Linked DNA regions of Anas platyrhynchos: region 2 is linked to region 1. Evidence: chromatin contacts called from public Hi-C data. All regions are on one chromosome and are shown on one strand. Each heading gives the region's core, a stretch centred on a gene start, on an enhancer-like site or on the middle of the called end of the contact. The rest is flanking DNA. Distances are from core to core; before and after follow the strand shown. Region 1 holds the start of WHAMM (WASP homolog associated with actin, golgi membranes and microtubules). Region 2 holds the start of BTBD1 (BTB domain containing 1).

The links. A called contact is a pair of places that touch in the nucleus more often than the background predicts.
Region 2: a contact with region 1 is called in a Hi-C map of skeletal muscle, with 4 times the contacts expected there. The contact joins the promoter of BTBD1 here to the promoter of WHAMM in region 1. A contact is called at or near these places in 2 of 8 Hi-C or Micro-C datasets (both in skeletal muscle).

What each region holds. Positions count from the first base shown.
Region 1 is chr11:15,023,436-15,027,485 of IASCAAS_PekinDuck_T2T, reverse strand. WHAMM (WASP homolog associated with actin, golgi membranes and microtubules) reads right to left here and starts at 1,795. Exons shown (of 10, transcript XM_005026944.5): 1 at 1,208-1,795. The coding sequence starts at 1,741.
Region 2 is chr11:15,164,265-15,168,314 of IASCAAS_PekinDuck_T2T, reverse strand. It overlaps BTBD1 (BTB domain containing 1), which reads left to right and starts at 2,336. Exons shown (of 8, transcript XM_027466064.3): 1 at 2,336-2,837. The coding sequence starts at 2,389.

The DNA.
Region 1 (4,050 bases), core at 546-3,045:
CAGGACACGGTGAGCCAGCTGGAGGAGCACAGCTGAGCTCTGCTGAGGAACACAGAGCTTCCTGGAAGGACACTGCTCGCTCTACGGCTCCTTAAGGGAAGGGAACAGGGGGGTGCTTGGTGCTACAAGTGGGGAAAACAAAGCCTCAGAAACACGGGCTTGATTGTGCCTCAAATGAAAAGCACTGGAATTAAGCTACCACCTTTGCTCTTGCCCACTGGGTCGGGGTAAGAAGGATCACAGCAGCAAGAGTCCAGCTGCAGAGCAACCTCCCCAGGGAAGGTCTGTGGAAGTAAGCTCAAGGGCACTGCCTGCCCATCCTCTTCCCAGGCCCAGCACAGTGGGACAAAAGGATATGAATGCATTGTTTCTGATAATCCCATCAGTCCTGTGGCCCCTTATACAGTTGCAGGAGCCCGTGGTAGCTCACAGCTCCAGGGCTCACCTGTAGGAATTTAACACATACACAGTGCCAATGCCTAACAGAAACACTTGCTGCTCCTGGAGGCTGTTTACAGTGCACAGAGGGAAATTACTTGTGAAATTCACAAGTCACCTCCTGATAAAGGAGGAGCTTATGGTATCAAAGGGAGAAAGGGCTAACAATTAGCTCATAAACCATTAGGCCAGACTTTGACACTCAAGAACTCTGACCACAAAACACCTATCTGGTGCAGGCCCGCAGCTTTACTTGGTTTTAATGAAGAACTTGACGAAGAAGCCCCCAGTGAAAGGCATCACTGAACCTGACCACGAAAGGCGTCAGTGCAAAGAGGCTGACACCTTCACAAAGAGGCTGGAGAACTACGTCACGCTTGTACTTTCACTTCTGGTTGTCATTCCACTCGGTGCACACCGCCGGGTATTTTTAGCAGCGTGTTCTTGTCGGAGCACTTGCAGCTTAAGCAAGCCCCTGATGTCTTACACCGAGCTGGGTTATTCCCCACTTAATACAGCCGGGCTCGCACAGGGCGAGGACACCGTAGTTGAGGGCACTGTCTTAGCAGTTCCTGGTCACCAGGAGTGTCTGAGCTGAGCGCTGGGCAGGCCCAGGGGCAGGAAAACATCACACACACCCCCCTCGCTCCCTCCCTACCATCCCAGGCCCCTACAGCCGAGCACCACGCCCGACCCCAGGGCTCCACGACCACCAGGGGCCGAGCCCCGCTGCCCTCACCCCCTTCCCACCCCCGGGGGAGGGCCGTACCAGCCGCAGGGCCTCCTTGGCCCGGGCCAGGTGCCCTCGCAGGGCCCTCCCGCGGAGCTCGCGGAGGCTCTCGAAGTACTCCTCGTCGCGGGGCCGCTCGGCGGCGAACAGGGCGTCCAGCAGCACGCCGCCACCGCACAGCTCCAGGGCCCAGCCCAGGTAGCGCTCCAGCGCCCGGCACAGCTCCTGCGCCTCCGCCTCGTCCAGCACCGGGGCTCCACCGGGGAACAGCAGAGCCCAGAGCCCGGTGGCGGCGGCGGAGCGGGGCAGGGCGGGGAAGGCGGGCTCCAGGCGCGGGCACACGGCCGCCAGTTGCCGGTGGACGCCGAGCAGGGCCGGCGCCGAGAAGAGCCCGGCCCAGCTCCGCGGGGCTTCCCCCTCCGCCCGGCCGTGGCAGGTGACGGCGAAGGCGTCCTCCGCGGCGTTCCAGCCCACCAGGAAGCGGAGCCGCGGCGGCGGCTGCTGCGGCGGGGCGAAGGCGGTGTCGCGCACGGCCACCCAGCCCTCCAGGCTGTCCGCCGCCGGCTCCGCCATGGCGCCGCGGGACCGGCCCGGGACCTTCCCCCGCCGCCTTAACCAGGGGCGGTGCTCAGCGCGCCGCTACCATTGGTGGGGAGCCGCCAGGGGGCGGGGACTACTGGGGTGGGTGGGGTTTATCGGGGGGGTGGGCGGGGCTTCTCGTGGTGGGTGGGCGGGGCGAGCAGCGCCTCACGCCAGCGGTGTGGAAATAAATAAATCACACAGAATCACAGAATTTCTAGGTTGGAAGAGACCTCAAGATCATCGAGTCCAACCTCTGACCTAACGCTAACAGTCCCCACTAAACCATATCCCTAAGCTCTACATCTAAATGTCTTTTAAAGACTTCCAGGGATGGTGACTCCACCACTTCCCTGGGCAGCCTGTTCCAATGTCTAACAACCCTTTCGGTAAAGAAGTTCATCCTAAGATCCAACCTAAAACTCCCCTGGAGCAACTTAAGCCCATTCCCCCTCGTCCTGTCACCAGGCACGTGGGAGAACAGGCCAACCCCCACCTCACTACAGCCTCCTTTGAGGTACCTGTAGAGAGCAATAAGGTCGCCCCTGAGCCTCCTTTTCTCCAGGCTGAACAAGCCCAGCTCCCTCAGCCGCTCCTCGTAGGACTTGTTCTTCAGGCCCCTCACCAGCTTCGTCGCCCTTGTCTGGACCCACTCAAGCACCTCGATGTCCTTCTTGTAGCGAGGGGCCCAAAAAATAAACAAATAAATAATGTCTGGGGAGTGAGGGCTGAGGGATAGGCGTGGCGTGTGGAAAAAAAAAAACAAAAACACACAGAATCTGTAAGGTTGGAAAAGACCTTCAAGGTTATCATGCCCAACTATCCCCCCACCACCAATATTGCCCACTAAAGCCATGGCCCCTAAGCACCACGTCCAACCTTTCCTTGAACACCCCCAGGGACAGTGACTCCACCACCTCCCTGCGCAACCCATCCCAATGCTCTGACTACTCTATTATTTTATTAAATATTTATTATTATTTAATATAATTATTATTAGTGGCTATTATTTATGTTATTAATATTACTGTTTAATATCAATCATTATTATTTAATAATAATATTATTTGACTATTATTTTATTGGATAATAATTATAATAAAAGAGGCATTATTTTCATGAAAAACAGTGTGCAGAGCACATCAGCCAAGTGCGAGGCAGCACCGCCACCTTCCCTCAGGGAGAGTGGCACCAGGTTCACCTCAGGGGCTGCCGCCATCTTCCTGCACTGCTGTGGTGTCAGTTGCTCACTGCCCAGGGCACAGTCACAGAAAGCTGCCATGTGCCAGCAGTCTTCGTTCCCTACAGCCACCATCCCCCAAATCTTGCTTCTTTTCTTCACCAACACAACCCCATGCTCCTTCCCTGACGTGCAAAATTTGAGGCGCCCAGTGGCTGAGGCCACACACTGCCTCCCTGCACTTCACTGCCCTGGGTGGGCTCCCCACTCCTGTGTAGGCTGGCAACTCTGAGGTTTTGTCTAAATCCAGTCCCAAAAGATGGTCCCCCAATACTAGATTGCCAAATGAGGCCAGCTCCTGTAGAGGATTGCTCCTCAGCCTCGCAAATATCCCACCCTTTCTTGGCAGTTGAATGACTTCAGGAGGATGGCGGCGTGATAGCACGCTCCGAGAAGGCCCTGTGAAAGGACCTGCGGGCCTCGGGGGGGAGCGGGAAGAGAAGCAGCTTTTTGTCTAGCACATATCTCTCATTCTGGCATTGCGTGCAAGGCTGAATTTAATTTACGGTAAACAAAATGCTATGTTCTAGTCTTTGGAAGTAAAGCTGACATGACTAATTTTTCAACAGATGAAGGCCTGTGAGATTTTGTAGATTAACAGCACAGAGACATAAATAAGTTCCCATCCGAAAAATTAATAAAATCTGTCTGACAGCATAAATGTTAACATTCCTGCAAAGGCGACATCAGTTACGTGAAAACATCATTTCTGCTCTGATCTCACAGATGATAGAGGCACTGTCAGCAGTAATGAGATCATGACTACATGGGTAATTAACTTGTAATTCCTTTCTGAAACAGCAAACAATTGCACGGCTAGAAATGTGAGGAAATGACACCGAGTTTAATTGGAATGGAGGGAAACGCAGAGCTGTGTCAAGATGCAACAGACATTTCCTATTGCATTGTCTCCTGAGCTCAAGATGTATACACTGCGGTGTTCTCGAACATGCTTAAAAGTCTGCCAGCAAGGTTAGCTCTCCAGTGAGTTCACAAGCAGAATGTTTTGTATTCTGGACAACTGCAAGGGTTGTGGATTGCAGTGGGTACATAGAGCTCAAGT
Region 2 (4,050 bases), core at 1,087-3,586, 140 kb before region 1:
ATTAATTTATACAATATTTCCTAGATAAAAACAGAGCATAATAATAAGAAAAAAAAAAAAAAAAAGAAATGGGGCAGCATTTTAGCAACTTTCATATGTAACCCCTTTGGGGAAAAGCATTGTGCATTATTTCTGATTTGGACCAGTGAATACAATCCTGTGACATCATATTTAAAAACGGCTATGATCTATCTACTGACAATGCCAAAGAAAAGCCAGATGATTTTTTTAAAGAAGGAAAATGGCATGAAGATGAAACAAGGTTTCATCTTACAAGGTGAAACAAATGTCTGAGGCTTATTGGCTACATGAAGAAAAAAAAAATCAAGGGAAATTTGTTATTTAATATTCTCTTAGCTCTCACTTCCAAAACTGTTTGAATTAATCCATTTAGCTTTTAGCTTAACAAGTCTGATGGGTATCAAGGTCACATTTCTCCTTTCCTTTGTCTCTTTTCATGTTTGTTTATTGTTTTTGTTTTTAGACACTGGATTTCTTTCATACTATTTTTATTGTTGTTCTTTTCCTCATTTTCACTCTCAACTTTCTTTCTCAGGCTGTTTCATGGGTCTTTATCATTATTTCTTTTAATTTTTATTTTTTTCTTGCATAGCTTTTTCTTTCTATGATTATCTATGAATATCTTATGTATTCTGTCTGCCCCAGCCACTGTTCTTTTAATTTATTGGCCCACCTTTCCCCCTTTTTTTCCTCAGCCCTCTTCCAGCCTTGTTAACTTTCTCTGGTGTGTTAATGACAGCATGTGTGCATTTTCACAGTTCTGTATAAGCAGGACAGTTGTGTCTGTTGGCTCTCAGTTGACAAGCTAACTTGTCAGTGATCACAGAAAGGTAAAAGGAGAAAGACAACAATGCAGGAAACTCATTAATGTCCAGATCATCCTATAACAATATATATATATATACTCCCAGAAAACATTTTTTTTCTGTCCATGTTGTCACCATTTTCCTCTTTTTTTTCCTTTGCCCATTTTGAGTGACAAGTGATTCTTTTCATTTTTTAAAAACTCCCCCTAAAATGGATTCTCAAGATGATCCTTTGGGGTTCCCCAGAATGGAAATGGTATGAGACAGCAAAGCAGCAAGCTGCGGTACATCTCAGCTTCCGGAGCTTCCAGTCCCTAACCTAGCAGAGGAAATTTGGGTTTCTTCCCCTTTCCTCCCTTTGTCCACCTTGGGACCAGGAAAGTGCAGAGGTGCTAGCTTCGTTCTCCCAAGTCAGCAGCATGACTTTACTTTTAAATATAGCCTGTGTGCAAAGCTGCTTGCTGCTTTATGGTTGGTATACTATATCTTCTTGTGCCCTTTGCCCCGCTGAAATTGCTTCCATCTTGCTTAAGGTTCTCTAAAATTTGTTCTGCGAAACAGACCACATTTGCTCGGTCTCAGTTTTGTCCTAATTATAAACCTAAACGCAGAGCGGTGACATATTATATTCCTCTTTTAGCCACACGCTTCCATAAATGCTGACAAGCCAGGAGCTCTGATAAACAGCCCTCAGCGCCGTGATTTACATCGTGCTGCATTTCCAGCAGAGCTCCAGCAGATGGCAAAAGGATCCGCCTTACTTTCCAGGTTGACAGGACTGTGACAACGCAAACCTTTTCCTCCCTTTCCAGAAGCCACTAACGTAGTAAAGTAAAAAATAAAATAAAATAGATCCATTTTTTTTTCAATATTTGCCGAATTAATTCACCAACTTAGTGACCTTAGACGACCAGTCCCTGGTCCAAGGATGTTAAATTTGATGGCTGCTGATTTAGACAGAAAAAAACTGTGCTGTCTACTACATTCGCTATTAGTAAGTTTTGCTTTGGAAACCTCCTGGGAAGTATAAAATGTCAGACATGAAGGCACACTTTAAATAGACCACTTTGTGTAAAAATTTTAAGGTGCACATAGCAACAGTCATTCATATTCTCAAGTTATCTCAGAAATAGTTTAAAGGGGCATCCATATATGTGTTGAGTGTTATTATAAGGAATCAGGTGTTGTAAAAGTGAATTTGCCTTTCACAAGCCTTAACCGGAGAGCCGTTAACTTTTACTCAGCCACACACAGAAATACATTTCCATGACTGCACAGCCGCCTTTTGCCTTTTTACGGCCTAGGCCGGCTCTCCCCACTGGAACTGCATTCCCACTGCACGCGGGGACACCGCACTCCCTCAGACAAGTGACAAAAAGTGACAAAAAGTGACAGAGGTGACAAAGTGCCAGAAGGAACGGGCGGGCCGGACCCCGCTCCCCTCAGCCACCCGCGCGGCCAGCGGACACCCACGGCCCCACAGGGAGGCTGCGCGGGGCGCATGCGCGGCGGGGCTGCCTGAGCGCCCGGCCCGGCGCGGCGCGGCCCCCTCAGGGCGGCGATGGCGGCCGCCGGTGGCGGCGGTGCGGGGGCTCCCGGGGAGGCGCCTCCCGCCGCTCCCGGTGCCGCCGCTGCCGCAGCTTCGGCCCCCTCCGCCGCCCCCACCGTTCCCACCGCCTCCCCCGAGAGCGGCGCGGTGCTGCAGCGGGAGCCGCTGTACAACTGGCAGGCCACCAAGGGCTCGCTGCGGGAGCGCTTCGCCTTCCTCTTCTCCAACGAGCTGCTGAGCGACGTGCACTTCGTGGTGGGCAAGGGCGGCCCCCGCGGCGGCTCGGGGGGCGGCGGGGGGGCTCCTCCCGGGCCCGGCCAGCAGCGCATCCCCGCCCACCGCTTCGTGCTGGCGGCCGGCAGCGCCGTCTTCGACGCGATGTTCAACGGCGGCATGGCCACCACCTCGGCCGAGATCGAGCTGCCCGACGTGGAGCCCGCCGCCTTCCTGGCGCTGCTCAGGTCGGGACGGGGGTGGGCGGGGGGGGTGTGGGGTGGGGGTGGCCCCCACACGGCGGCTCCCCCCCTGTCAGCTCCGTCCCCTCAGCCTCGTGAGCTGCCGGGGGTCGGTGCCCTGAGCCCCATCCCGTTTGTCGTCCCCCCCCCCCCCCGAGGTGCCGAGGGGCCGCCCGGCAGCCGGGGGCTGCACCCAAGGTCACGGCGTCCTGCTCCGTGCCTCCTCCCTGCGCATCCCTTCCCAGCCCGGTTTGGGGTCCGGTGGCCCCGCAGGATGGGACGGGGAGGGGCTGATTTCGGCTTTTTGGTTTCGTCTTTTAATGAAGGTGATGAGAATTGGTGGTTCAGCAATCCCAGAGTGTCGCAACCGCCCATCCACCTACTGATGGCTGAGAAGGAACCGAGGCTGTACTGGGCTTTTAATTTCATTTGATAACTTACTTTGACAACTTACTCATCTTGCAGTTCTCTCGTCTTTTTCAGCAGTGGTAGCGAACTGTGTCCCTTCACCAGAGAAATGCCTATTGCAGGCACACATTTCAGATACTTTGGGTGGAGAGCGCAGCAGCGTGCAGTTAGCTCACAGCTTACACGCAAACCACCCAGGGGAAAACATGAGCGCAGTGGTGGGGAAAACGTATGCAAAATGGGCTACTGATGTCTAATATCTATTTAATCTTAAAAAATTTTTCACAAGAAACTCTGCTAGGCACAACATCTATAAAATGTATTAAACAGGTATCTGTAATGCACATTTTGAAGACAAATGTCATTGCCTGGAAGGGAATTTGTAGTGTTTCAGAGCTTTCTGTTATGCAATACGGGCCCAAATCTTAACAATTTCTTTTTGTTTGGAGGCCGACAAGAATCAGGGGGTCCTTTTAGTAATCATGGAAACGGGAGCTACAGCAACTGATTTTGCTTTAAAAAGTACACAGCAGCAACTTCTCTGTGTGGCTCTTTAGCAAATAAACTGTATTTTCTGGTTTCTCAGCAAACAGGGAGTGGTAAAAATGTAAGGTGAAGTGCTTGTGTAGCATGCTGGGAAGTGTCTTTCAAGCAAAAATTGTTACAAAGGTTAATAGCAAATGAATGAGATGTGTGTCTGTATACAGATACAGAAAAAACACCAGGCAGTGAAAAATGGTTATGATGAGAGAAGTTTGTTTGGATTAAATATACAAATGCAGAAGCAGGAGGGTGAGAAGGGTAGTGTTGG